2 separate regions of the Mus musculus genome follow, and region 2 is linked to region 1. Evidence: chromatin contacts called from public Hi-C data. All regions are on one chromosome and are shown on one strand. Each heading gives the region's core, a stretch centred on a gene start, on an enhancer-like site or on the middle of the called end of the contact. The rest is flanking DNA. Distances are from core to core; before and after follow the strand shown.

Region 1 (6,029 bases), core at 2,246-4,745:
ACGAATGTGCTCTGAGAGTACACGTTGCACTCCTCACTTCTCCCTGCCTATCTAGCAAAATCCTGGACGGCTTTATGGAAGAGGAGGACTCGGTACAAATTTTAAAGGCCAGGGAATTTTGGAAGGGCACAGGGAAACAAAAGAATCACTTTTCCTTAAGAGACGGGGATGCGGGACCATGTGAGAGATCCAGAGTAGGTAACAACTAAAGCCATTGGAAGTCTAGGTCTGATGGTCTAGAGCCACGAGAAACCTGGATTCTGTGGTTGCAGAGATGGATGACTCAGGAGTGAAGAGCATTTGCTGCTTCCACAGAGAACCACAGTTTGGTTTCCAGAGCCTAGGCTCTGGAAATACACACATACACACACACACACACACACACACACACAGAGTTGTAACTGCAGTTCAAGGGATCTGTCTCCCTCTTCTGGCCCCCCATGGGAATTGCACACACATGGTGCACATATGTACATGCAAGCAAATAGATCATGGTGAAGGGGAGACTGAAGAGAAGGACTGGGTGGAGTTGGAGATGGAGAAATTTATCCAGAGAATTAGAGTGGTTTGTTGGGTGGTTTCAGACCATCAGACCTAGCTCCCGGTGCAAAGCTCATTGATGATCAAAGCCATTCTAACTGTATCCAGGTGAAGGATCCCAGTCTCATCCCCTTACATTACCCAGGGTTTATGGGTTGTGGTTCTGGAGCTCGGCAGGTACGGTTGTGAAGCCTGCTGTGATCTTCTGCTTGGCCCACCTGCCTTGCTGTCTCCCTGACACACAGTCTGCCTGCTCTGTGTACACACCACATGGTCACTTCTCACACTTAACCCGTTAAGAAGAGGCTGGTGGAATATGGGTTATAAAATCCCGATCCCTGGGGCAGGAAAGGTGCTCAGTGGTTAGGGGGTTGTACTCCTCGGAGGACCCAAGTTCAATTCTCAGTACTCAGGTCAGGCAGCTCAAGAATGCCTCTAACTCCAGCACCAGGGGATCTAATGCAATCTTCCGGACTCTTCAGACAACTTCACACACACACACACACACACACACACAGAGAGAGAGAGAGAGAGAGAGAGAGAGAGAGAGAGAGAGAGAGAGAGAGTTTAAAATTACCAACTTGAAAACTCCTGTTCTCCCCTAGAGCTCCCGTGGCACTGTAGACCCAGCTTTAGAGCCTGTGCTCGAAACCTCTGGGAAACCACATACCCACTTGCATCTATCAGTGTGCAGCCCAACTAGAAGAGTACCATGGTTCTGTAGGTTAAAAAAAATCACAAAATTCTAAATCAAGATCTAGAGAGTCCTGCTTTCTACCCAAAGGGCTTGGGGTTTCATGCCATGGGCTCCTGGGATACCAAGAGGTCTGGGAACCATTTACATAGCACCAAGTTTCAAATTAGCTTCTCCCCTTGGAAGGTACAGCTTCTGCTAGCTCAGTCATGTCACTACCCCTACTGGCCAGATGAGAGTGAAGGGAAGAGGCCCTGAGCAATTAAGTGTGTAGCCTAGGGTCACAGAGCGAGTTAACACAGGCCCACAGAAAGCATGGAGTCCTCCCGCCACACTCAGGCAGCAAATGGGCAAGCTGCCCTCAGGCTCCTGCCTCAATGCACCTTCATCTCTCTCGGCTCAGCAGCCCGCCCAGCTATTCCTCTCCTCCCACACACATCCCCATCCTGATCTAAGCCTCTTCTGCCACCCCAGCCTGGGGCCTCGGGAGATCAGGAACTACCTGCACAAGGGGAATGATGGCTGTCACAGAGTGCAGCCAGAGAGGAGGAGAGGAAAACCTCAGAGCTCAGCTTCCACCTCATCTGCCAGCCCACTGAGTCTGAGAGGAAACTCTGAGTGACAGCTATGCATAATGTCTCCTTGGGCTGACAGAGACGGTTTGCCATGCCACAGGAGTGTGGTTATAGATCTATGGTTCTGAATTGGCCCCCAACAATACCACCTACACTGTCCTCCTTTTCTTTAAAGTATTGATTCTCTGTCATGTCAGTCACGTGATTCTAATGAGATGCTAATCATCCCCAATAACAGCTGAAGGCATGTGACAGCCAGGTCCAGCCTGTCATTGCTTCCTGGGCCCCTGGCCATAGCAATAAGTCCAAGGATGGTTCTGGGAGCATGTCTAAACAACAAAGCCTCTTTGCTGGGATGTTTCTTGTCTTCTGTTGAGGGAGGCTAACAACATAACACTGCCATCTGGAGAAAGTCTCTCCACACACAGACCTGATGAAGTCCAGCAGAAATGTACAGACTGTGCACTTGGGGACAATGGATCCTGATGGCCAGATGAAGAGATGGATCAGAAGGTAAAGCGCTTGATGCTCAAGCTAACTAAGTCTGGGTTCTCATAACCCATGTGACCAGCTGGAGGCAGTAGCACAGGAGTCCACAACAGCAGTAGGTCCATCAAAGAAGTGGACAGTGGAGACGAAGGCATCACTCTGCACTCACAGGCCACAGCCTGGGTGCACCACAGGAACAGGTGGCTGTGCATCAAAACAAGGTAGAAGGTGAGGACCCACATCCAGCATTGTCCTCTGACTTCATGTACCCACTATGGCACACGTCTGCACACACAGAGACATATATACATGTATACGTGTATGCACATACACTCATACATACACTTATACACACTTCCTGTCAAACTCCTACATACTGACATATTACATACACACTTACACAAGACACTCTTAAACACAAACACACACACACACAAATACCAATAAAACCTCATATACAAACATTCTCACACACTCACACATAACCACATACACTCACAAACATTCTCACCCACATATAGATATACATTATATATAAGTTCACATACACTCACCTACACATACACATACACGTACACACAGACACACGTGCACACACTCACAAAAGTGAGATTTCCCTGTAATATCTGCTGACATACGCTTTGCAAACATAGCTCAAATTAAGTTTCTGTTACTTGCAGCTAGATAGCCTGATAAACGTCGAGGGATAGCTACAGCAACAACTCTCAGACATAAAACGAACTGTTTAAACTGGCATCGGACTCAGGGCACAGATATAAAGGGAATGCAGCCAGAAGGACAGCAGGCAGCTGCCCTCGAGGAAGCGAATTCTGGGCTGCATGGTTCCCTTAGTCGGGTGATGGAATTTCATGGTCTTTGATGTTTAACCAAAGGCCAATTAGTCCCTAAATATCCTTTGCTGCCACATGGAAGAGGGAGAGGACACAGGCAGGTTTAGCCTGAGAGCCAGCAGTGGAGAGAACAGGTAAACTTAAGACAAAGAAAGAAGAAGAAGGAAAAAAAGAACAAAAACATACAAACGGACTGTCCTTGTTTGTTTTGTGTCAAGTTAACGCAAAACTAAAAACAGGACTATAGGGGAAAAGGAACCTCTCTTAAGAAAACACCTCTATAAAGATTGTCCTGTGGGCCACTGCGTGGGATGTTTAGTTGATTAATGAGTGAGCCTGGAGGGCCAAGTCCACTGTGGGTGGTGCCTGACCTGGGCAGGTGGCTCTGAGTCATATAAGAAAGCAAGCCGAGCAAGCCAGAGGATCAAACTAGTAAACATCACTCCTTCATGCCGTCTGCTGCAGTTCCTGCCTCCAGGTTTTGTGACCCAGATTAACCCTTTCTTCCTTGAGCTGCTTTTGGCCATGACATTTATCACTGCAAGAGAAAGCCAACCCAGACATGAATTGAGGACTCCCCACCTAATGTGGAGCCTGATAAGAGGAACCAAAACAATATTCGTGTTAGTCACTACATTAGCTCAGGTTTCCATTACTGTAACAAAATACCTGAGACATCTGACTTACAAAAAGAAAAGGTTTATCTCGCCTTGAAACTTTGGAGGTTGTAGACCATTGTTGGGTGACCTCAGCTCATTGTTTTGAACCTCTGGCAAAACAGCACACCGTGGCATGAGAACATGGCAAAATCAGCCATCATAGGAACCATGAAGTACAAAAGAGACAGGAAGAGACGGGAGTCTCCAAATTCCCATTAAGAATATTTCTTCAGTGACCTAGGACCCTCCCAATTGGTACCATGTCCACCTTCTAGGGTCACAACTGTGAGACCAAGCTTTAACATGTAAGCCCATTGAGGACATTTCTCCACACTACAGCACCCATCTTAAGGATTCTCCAAGGTTTAGAGAGATGGTTCAGAGAATCAAAGCACCTGCTTTGCAAGCATGAAGACCTGAGTTTGAATTCCACCACCACATGAACTAGCCAGAAATGGCTACATAGAGCTGTAACCAAAGCACTGTGGGAAACAGAGATAGGAGGGTCACTGGGCTTTGCTGGATGGCAACTAGTACCAGGTTCAATGAGAAATCTTGTCGCAAGAGGATAAGGCCACGGAGGATAGGTTATAGGAAACTTTTAAAGTTTCCTATAATCTCCATATGTGCACAGGCATGGATACACACATGCACACACATACAAGCACACATACAGTAAACCACATGCACACATACACACAAACACACACACTACATAACATACACACCACATACCATGCACACAACATAGACAAATACCACATACACATGGCACACACATTCTACAGTACACCACACACACACACACACACACACACACACACACACACCATAGACAATGCATACAACACAGATAAACACCACATACATATATATATACCACGTAAAATATACAAAACATAGATACAAACCACACATTCACACATGGCCCACACACTATACCATACTCACACCACACACACACAAACACACACATATAAACACACACACCACATATACACACCCACATAAATACATTATACCATACATACACTACTATGACAATACATGCCACACTACACACTCATACACACATAGACACACATGCTATACCATACAAGCACCACATGCAGTTATACATACATACTCACACATGATATACACATACATGCACACACACACACACACACACACACACACAGACACCTCTAAATCAGCTGTGAGAAAATAACCACAAGTCCTGCTGTATGTTCTGAGCCTTGTGCTTTGTCTGTCTATGACATAGAGCACAGTTCTCAAAACCCTCCTGATCTGGCTTCTCCTTCCACTCCAGGCCCTATTGTAACTGAGTCTGTCCACACCTCTGCTGTTCTTGTCTCCTGCTATGGGTCTATGGGTCACTCTTCCCCCAGCATTGAAGACACTGCTGGAGATCATGTTCAGCGTGTCCCATACCCCATACCATTCCTGCAGAGACCCCACATTCCAAAACTGGCCTACCAGCCCCAGTCCCTCAGGAATCTCAGAAGAGTGCTCCTATCAATCAGATAGGATCCGGTGACCATCTTTGGGCCAATTGCTTTGACCAGGGCCTGAAGTCTGCTGCTACAGAAGATGGTGGACAGATAGTTAGAATCACATAGTTGACCTGACAGAGAAGCTCTTCTCTAAAGAGAGGAAGGATGGGGTAGGTGATATGGTGGGGGTCAACTCAAAGCGACCAGTCTCCTATCTATTACACTTCCAGCACTTGGCAAACCACCTCATGCCTTTGACCTCCTCTGACCCCCTTCTTAGAGGAGAGGGCCCACAGTTTCCCTGCTAGCCCAAAAGCAATCATGGCTTTCATCTGCACAGCAGGTCCTCCCACTGGCGTGTCTCCTCTGCCAGTCACAAGCATTCTTCCCCTACCCTCCGTTCCTCCTTGTCACCGCCTTAAGACCTTTTCCCTCTTGTGAGGAGATATTTGCAATGGCCTCTCCTTTGCTCTGTTCAAACATTTTATTCAACAGGCATTTATAAGGTGTCCTTTATGTACTGAACTCTGCCGTCTTCCTATTCTCTAAACCATTCTATCCACCACAACCAAATTAATCTTCCTCAAGTACTCCTTTGATCACATCATTCTGGGGTTCTAAAGTCTTCAACGGCTCCCCACTGCCTACTGAACATAGCTCACTCTCATCAGTCTGGTATTCAAAGTCCTCCATAATTTGTCCCTAACCTACCTTTCTGGCCTTAC
Region 2 (6,029 bases), core at 1,062-3,561, 170 kb after region 1:
ATCAAGCTCCTTCAGTGATCCCCAGATCCCTAACCATGTGCTGAGATCCCTGAACTAGGAACTACTGAAGGAAGTGTGGCCAGTGCACAGTTGTCCATATGGGAGTGGATTTCTTTTGTTGGTCTGAAAGATGGGAAGGAAAATACCCATTCAATCCTCCGACCTATATGCTGTGAATGAAAGCCAACAGGACCTAGGAATTAAGAAAGATACTGGGCTTCTCTGAAGATATACAGTCTGCCCTAGAGTATTATGAATTTGGGTTTTAGTTAGCATTTGCTCCCTCATTGAACCCTGTGGGGAAAGGCTGGTTTGAAGTGTCCAGTCCTATGCTCTCCAAAGTAACTTTCATCCCTACTGTCCCTCTTTTGACGGCCCTCGACAGCTCAGCCTCATACTGAACCTGCCCTTGAGTTAAAGCCATGCAGGAAGCCATTATCAGTAATTGACGATATATCTTCTAGATGAAGATGCACTATCATCAAGACGGTATAAATCACCGGTTCTACCCTCCCTGCCCTCACTCAAACCCGTATCCAGTTCAAGTCAAACTGGACCTTCTTGGTACTGCACATATAGGCTTCCTGTTTCAAGAAAGTTCTTGCCATGATTGGCATTCCTTCGTTGTGACTATAGGGCAACCATTTGCTTATCTTTGGGGGGATGGGGTGTATGCATACAGGCATGCACATGGTGGGTTTAGAGCACAACCTCTGATGTATCTGCCCTCACCTCTACCTTATTTAAGACAGGCTGTAGCTGGTGTTTACTGGGCATATGCCACACTAGCTGGTCTGAGCCTTCCAGGGATTCTCCTGCTTTTACCTCCCGAATGCCTGATGAGTCCTGGGCTCACGCACTGCTGTGCTTGGCTTTACGTGGGATCTGAGGGTAAACTCAGGTTTCCATTCTTGCATGGCGAGCTCTTTACTCACTGAGCCATCTCCTTATTTCTTTACTTGACTTTTAAACTGTATGTTATTTATTATTATTATTATTTATCCATTCAGTAGCACAGGATTGAACCCAGGACCTTGTACATTCTAGGTCAGTGTTCTACCATGGAACTATATACCCAGTCATCATCGTGTTGTCTTCATCATCATCATCGTCTTTGTCATCATGGTCGTCGTCATCATCATCATAATTATCACCATCACCACCATCATTATTTTGAGACTGGGTCTTACTGAATTGCCCAGGCTGGACTTGAACTCACTCAGTATCCCAGTCATGCCTTCTGTGAATTTGGGATCATCCTGACTCAGTTATCTGAGTGGATGAGATTGCAAGCATGTGTCCTGTTTAACACTTTTTATGTGCATTGAAGGCAGCCAAACCCCTGTCAATGTCTCCTGACCATTTCATTTCCTAAAATCCACCGTGGAACATTCCAGAAAAGATAAAAAGCAAAGCTCCCCAGTTGGTAAATATCAACCATCATGGTTTTCTGCAGTAGCCCAGGGTTTTACATGTCCCACACTATCCTAAACCGATAACACAGATAACCCATCTGGCCATGGCCTGCTTTCCCTCCCAGGGTGGGCAGGGGATTAGAGCTGTTTCAACGCTGGGAGACTCCGAGGTTGTAAAAAGCCTTGTGCTCTGAACAGAGGGACAGTTACATAAGTCCACAGAGCTCCCCACACTACAGGACAGCAGACTCCAAGCAGCATCTAATTACAGGGAGGCTGATGGTCGCTGTTGAAGATCCTGTCACAGGACCCAGGTCTCAGCCCACTGATGTCCTGCCAGCAGTTGCACTAAAACGGAAATTAAGCGCAGTGTCATGGCCATTTAGGACATTAGGAACGGAAGGCGCCCGGGAGCTGCTTCCTGGCCCCTTGCCCATGTTATTAACAAGGTGCAAACGAGGACCTAGGCTGGAAGAGGGAAACAGCTGGAGAAAAGAGACCTTCACAGCAGGTGGAGATCTGAGGAGAGGAAGGGGATGTAGAGAGACTGTGTCCCAAATCTCCTTGGCTGAGGATAAAATTGGCTTGATAAATGAGGAAGAGTCATTCATTTCTTCACTCGACCCTCTCTGGAACATTTTGTAGATTGCAAAGTTTCTCCAGTCCCTGATTTTCTGTGCTGGATTAATGCAACACACACACACACACACACATACACACTTCCCATCATGGGGGCGGGCGGGGGAGAGGCAAGGCCCACATGACACACACATCCACATTTGTTGACACTCACTGCTCATCATTTGTAATTTGTTTGAAACCTTCAGGCTAGTGGCTCTCTGTAGAGTGTTGCCAGACTGCCAAATTCTCTAGCTCAGAATCTAGGGAAATCCTGGCCTTGGCCTGGGTCCAGCTATGGCCAATGCCAGGGCTATTTGCTAAATAAAGAACACAAGCCCGGGGCTGGAGGAGGGTCTGAGAGTTCTTTGTTTTGCAGCTCATTCACCCTTGACCCTACCCCCACTCAACACACACACATTCACACACACACACACACACACACACACACACACACACACCCCACATGCACACACTGCCTGACAAGCCTCTGACTAGGCTGACGGACTTGGGTAACTCAGCAAAGAGACGAAGCACCATGGTCCCCTGTCTTGCTCTTTATCTGTTCCCACGGGGATGTGCATAGGTGGGGATCTTGAAGACAGAGCTGGAGGATCTCTGGAGTCCACACAGCCATCCAGAATCTTCCATCTCATGCAGCACTCTGCTTTCCTATTTCCCTGCCAACAGCTGTAGCAGAGGTGAACTGGAACATGGGAAATGCCAGCCCCTTTGCCTGGAGGATGGGGTGCGGGGGAACTAAAAAGCCCGTTTTTCTGTCCTGTCAGGTCTATTTAAGTATTTAATGAGGTGAGATAGCACCAATAAATTTCACATGGCACAATAACTCTGATGATGTGGGCCATGGACTAATCAGCTTCCATTCTGGGGATAGAAGAGTGTTCTTGCCTTTGCTAGATCTTATCGGGTTTGATTGCTTTGTTCAGATATTAAAAAGGTTGAGCAAGGACTTTCGGGCACTGCCACAAATCTGCCCGCATCCTCCCAGCCAAGATAGATTGAAACCAGGCTGTGGAATGCAAGGCTGTTTATTTTAATTGACAATCAAGAGGAGGAGAATTGGTAGAGTGGAAGGTGGGGAAGGAGGCCACAGGCCTGTGATTGGATGGCTTCTGAGTCTACCTTCCTCTCTGCAAAGCTCACACACAGCAAGGCTGCTTATCCAATGGAGGACCAGCACCTGAGGCTTTGAAGAGTCTCTTCTTCTCTATGCTTGTCCTGAGCATAGAGAGAGCCTGTTGACCCGTGTATCACCTGTGATTTTTGTCTTTGTTTTTTATGGAATGAGGCTGGTTACAGACATTTCCCGGGCACTTGGGTCCTGCTCTAGCTTCTGCTGACCCTTGCACAGCGCGTGCATTCTGTCCGTTGGACCTTTAGGGGACAGTCCCTAATGCTCTTTGAAGCCAGAGGCCACACTATAATCTGTAAGAACCTCTCACCCCACACATGCAGCACAAAGCAGAGATCAGATTTTCTGAAGTGTATATGGGCATATGTGAGGGTAAGTGACATAATTCATATGGCATGCAAGCAAGCAATTATCAGTTGATTTATATTAATATTTGTTGTACCATTAAATATAATTTATATGTCATACATGATTTCATAAGCATCATTTCTCAGGATGAAACCAGGGTAGGCCAAAGGTTCTTAATACAAGTTAAGTTCAGGTAAATTATTATAAAAGTCTGTCGATAATGACAGAGGAAGTAGCCAGTAAGTAAAATTTAGGGAATGCTCTATCAGCTCACTTAGTAATTGATTGGCTGGTTGGTTGGCAAATTATTAGCCATTTAATGAATGGGTTTATTTTCCCAATATTTTATTGTTAAAAAAAAAATCAAACACAGCAGAGAAGTTGAGAGAACGTGGAGAGGTCATGCAGAGACCTACGCCCCAGGCTGTATGGTCAGTGCTGTGTTTCCTTCAGCACGTCTCCCTCCAGAGCCATTTCTCCTCATTTTACTCTGTGGCACTCACACTTTTCGATTCATTTCAAGATGAAATGCATTCATCTGTGCACTTTACCCTTAGACACATATCATTAGAGTTCAATATTTGTTCATGGCTTTTTAAGTATGACATATATGCCACAAAGTGTACAAATCTTAATGTTATCATTCGAAGAATTTCAATGAATGCACGCGCTTGTGTAAACTGTGAACCCTATGGATGATGGCCAGCACCCCAGAAAACATAGTACCACCTGCTCAAACCCCACTCTTGTCAACACAGACCACTGCTGTTGTAATTTTTGTCAGAATATATTAAATTTTCCTGCCATGCGAGTTCCTGGAGATGGAATAGTACAGAAGATAATCTTTGTTTGAGATAGTCACCTGTATTGATGCATGGATCACTAGTTCATTGCTTTTAAATACTGAGTAGAGCTTCTCTGTTTCTATCCAATCCCCTGTGGGGGACACCTGGACTATTTCCAGGTTGGGGTTCTAATCCATAAGGCTGCTAAGAACTGTCCACAAATTCCTTGTAAGTATACACTTTCTTTTGGGTATGTTACTAATAGGTGTATTGAACGTTCACAGGCGAGGTGTGTGTTTAGTTTTCACAAACCTACCCGGCCTTTCTTCAAAAGACGCAATATGATATGCTTGGGTCCTGTTACCAGGGATCTATGAGAATTACAGTTGCCGTGGCTGGGAAGGTGACTCAGTCAGTAAAGTGCCTACTGTGTGAGCATAAGGACCTGAGGTAAGGAGCTTACACTGCAGTGGCAAGGCCAGTCATGATCACAGCCAGCCACATTAATTTAATGAAAATCAAACCGGAAGTCTCTCCGAGACATCAGGAAAGGCTCCGTGAAGTCATCTGGATTGAACCAAGGGAGATAGAGGAAGGCTGTTCCACTTCCTTTCCAAAGTATTACAGAAAGAACAACACCTCTGGGATAGAAAAGATCAAATCTCTCAAAGCTAAAGTCTAGCTCCACTGTGCCGAAGCACCCACAGCATGTCCCTGTAATCTCTGCGTAAGAGAGGCAGAGACAGGCGCATGCTAATGCTTGCTGCCTGGTAGTATGGCTGAACAGGGGAGCTCCAAGTTCAGTGAGAGAGCATGACTCAGGACATAAGGTAGAAAGAGATTAAGGAAGACATTCAACATCAACCTCTGGCCTCAACATGTATGTGAACACAAATACATGCACACCTTTCTGCATACGTCTCACACTGCACACTCACACATACACAAGGAATGACCATGTCCCCTCCTGTGCCATCTCTACTATTTGAGTCACTCTTATGGATAATTTAGTAGTATCACACCATGAAACATTTTTTATGTACTTATTGACTATTCATAAACTATTCCCTAGAGAAGTATCTATTGAAATCATTTGCCCACATATTTTTTGATTATGTTGTCTATCTTTTCATCATTGAGTGGCACCATTTATATGTATATACTGGGTTTCAGATTTTCTTTAAAAAAAAACAAACAAACAAACAATATTTTCTCCTTAACTGTGACCCGTTCATTTGTTTTCTTAATTGTGTCTCTGGGTGAGCAGAAGTGTCCTGTTTTGATGAACCTACTCCCTGTTTGTATTTTTTTTTAATCTTGTATTTATTGTTTTCACTCTCCTAACATGTCACTACCCCATCTTGGTCATAAAGACTTCCTAAATGCTTACTCTAGAAGACTCTACATTTCACCTCTGGCTTTGGGTATATGATCTGTCTCAAAACTAATTTTTTTGTATGTAGTATGTGGTAGAGGCCAGGGTACATTTTTTCCCGTATAAATATCCAGTTGTTTCAAGGAAAATTGTTAGGAGGCTTTTCTCTGCCTGCTGATGACTTTATGCTCTTGTGGAGAATCAAATGATCATGTCAGTGGAGTTGCTCGGCTCTCCTGCACTACCCCAGTGACTTTTTTTTAAAATGGATTCTTACAATGTTAACACTAAAAGGAAATTTGGAAATTCTTTAAGGCTTTATAAAGGTTCCTGGA

The links. A called contact is a pair of places that touch in the nucleus more often than the background predicts.
Region 2: a Hi-C map of liver shows a contact between it and region 1, with 2.7 times the contacts expected there. The contact joins two enhancer-like sites. A contact is called at or near these places in 4 of 484 Hi-C or Micro-C datasets (liver, nephron progenitors and olfactory sensory neurons) and 1 of 115 datasets of contacts at active chromatin or transcription factors (pancreatic cancer cells).

What each region holds. Positions count from the first base shown.
Region 1 is chr9:47,250,931-47,256,959 of GRCm38.p6, forward strand. No RefSeq gene overlaps it. Among named protein-coding and RNA genes, the nearest start is that of Gm39332, 11 kb to the left of the region's middle. Within about 2 kb of position 3,496, at least 19 of the 459 cell types and tissues checked have an H3K27ac peak or open chromatin away from gene starts, as enhancers often do. A contact at or near this core is called in liver, where this site is marked.
Region 2 is chr9:47,420,615-47,426,643 of GRCm38.p6, forward strand. No RefSeq gene overlaps it. Among named protein-coding and RNA genes, the nearest start is that of Gm31816, 55 kb to the left of the region's middle. Within about 2 kb of position 2,312, at least 68 of the 459 cell types and tissues checked have an H3K27ac peak or open chromatin away from gene starts, as enhancers often do. A contact at or near this core is called in liver, where this site is marked.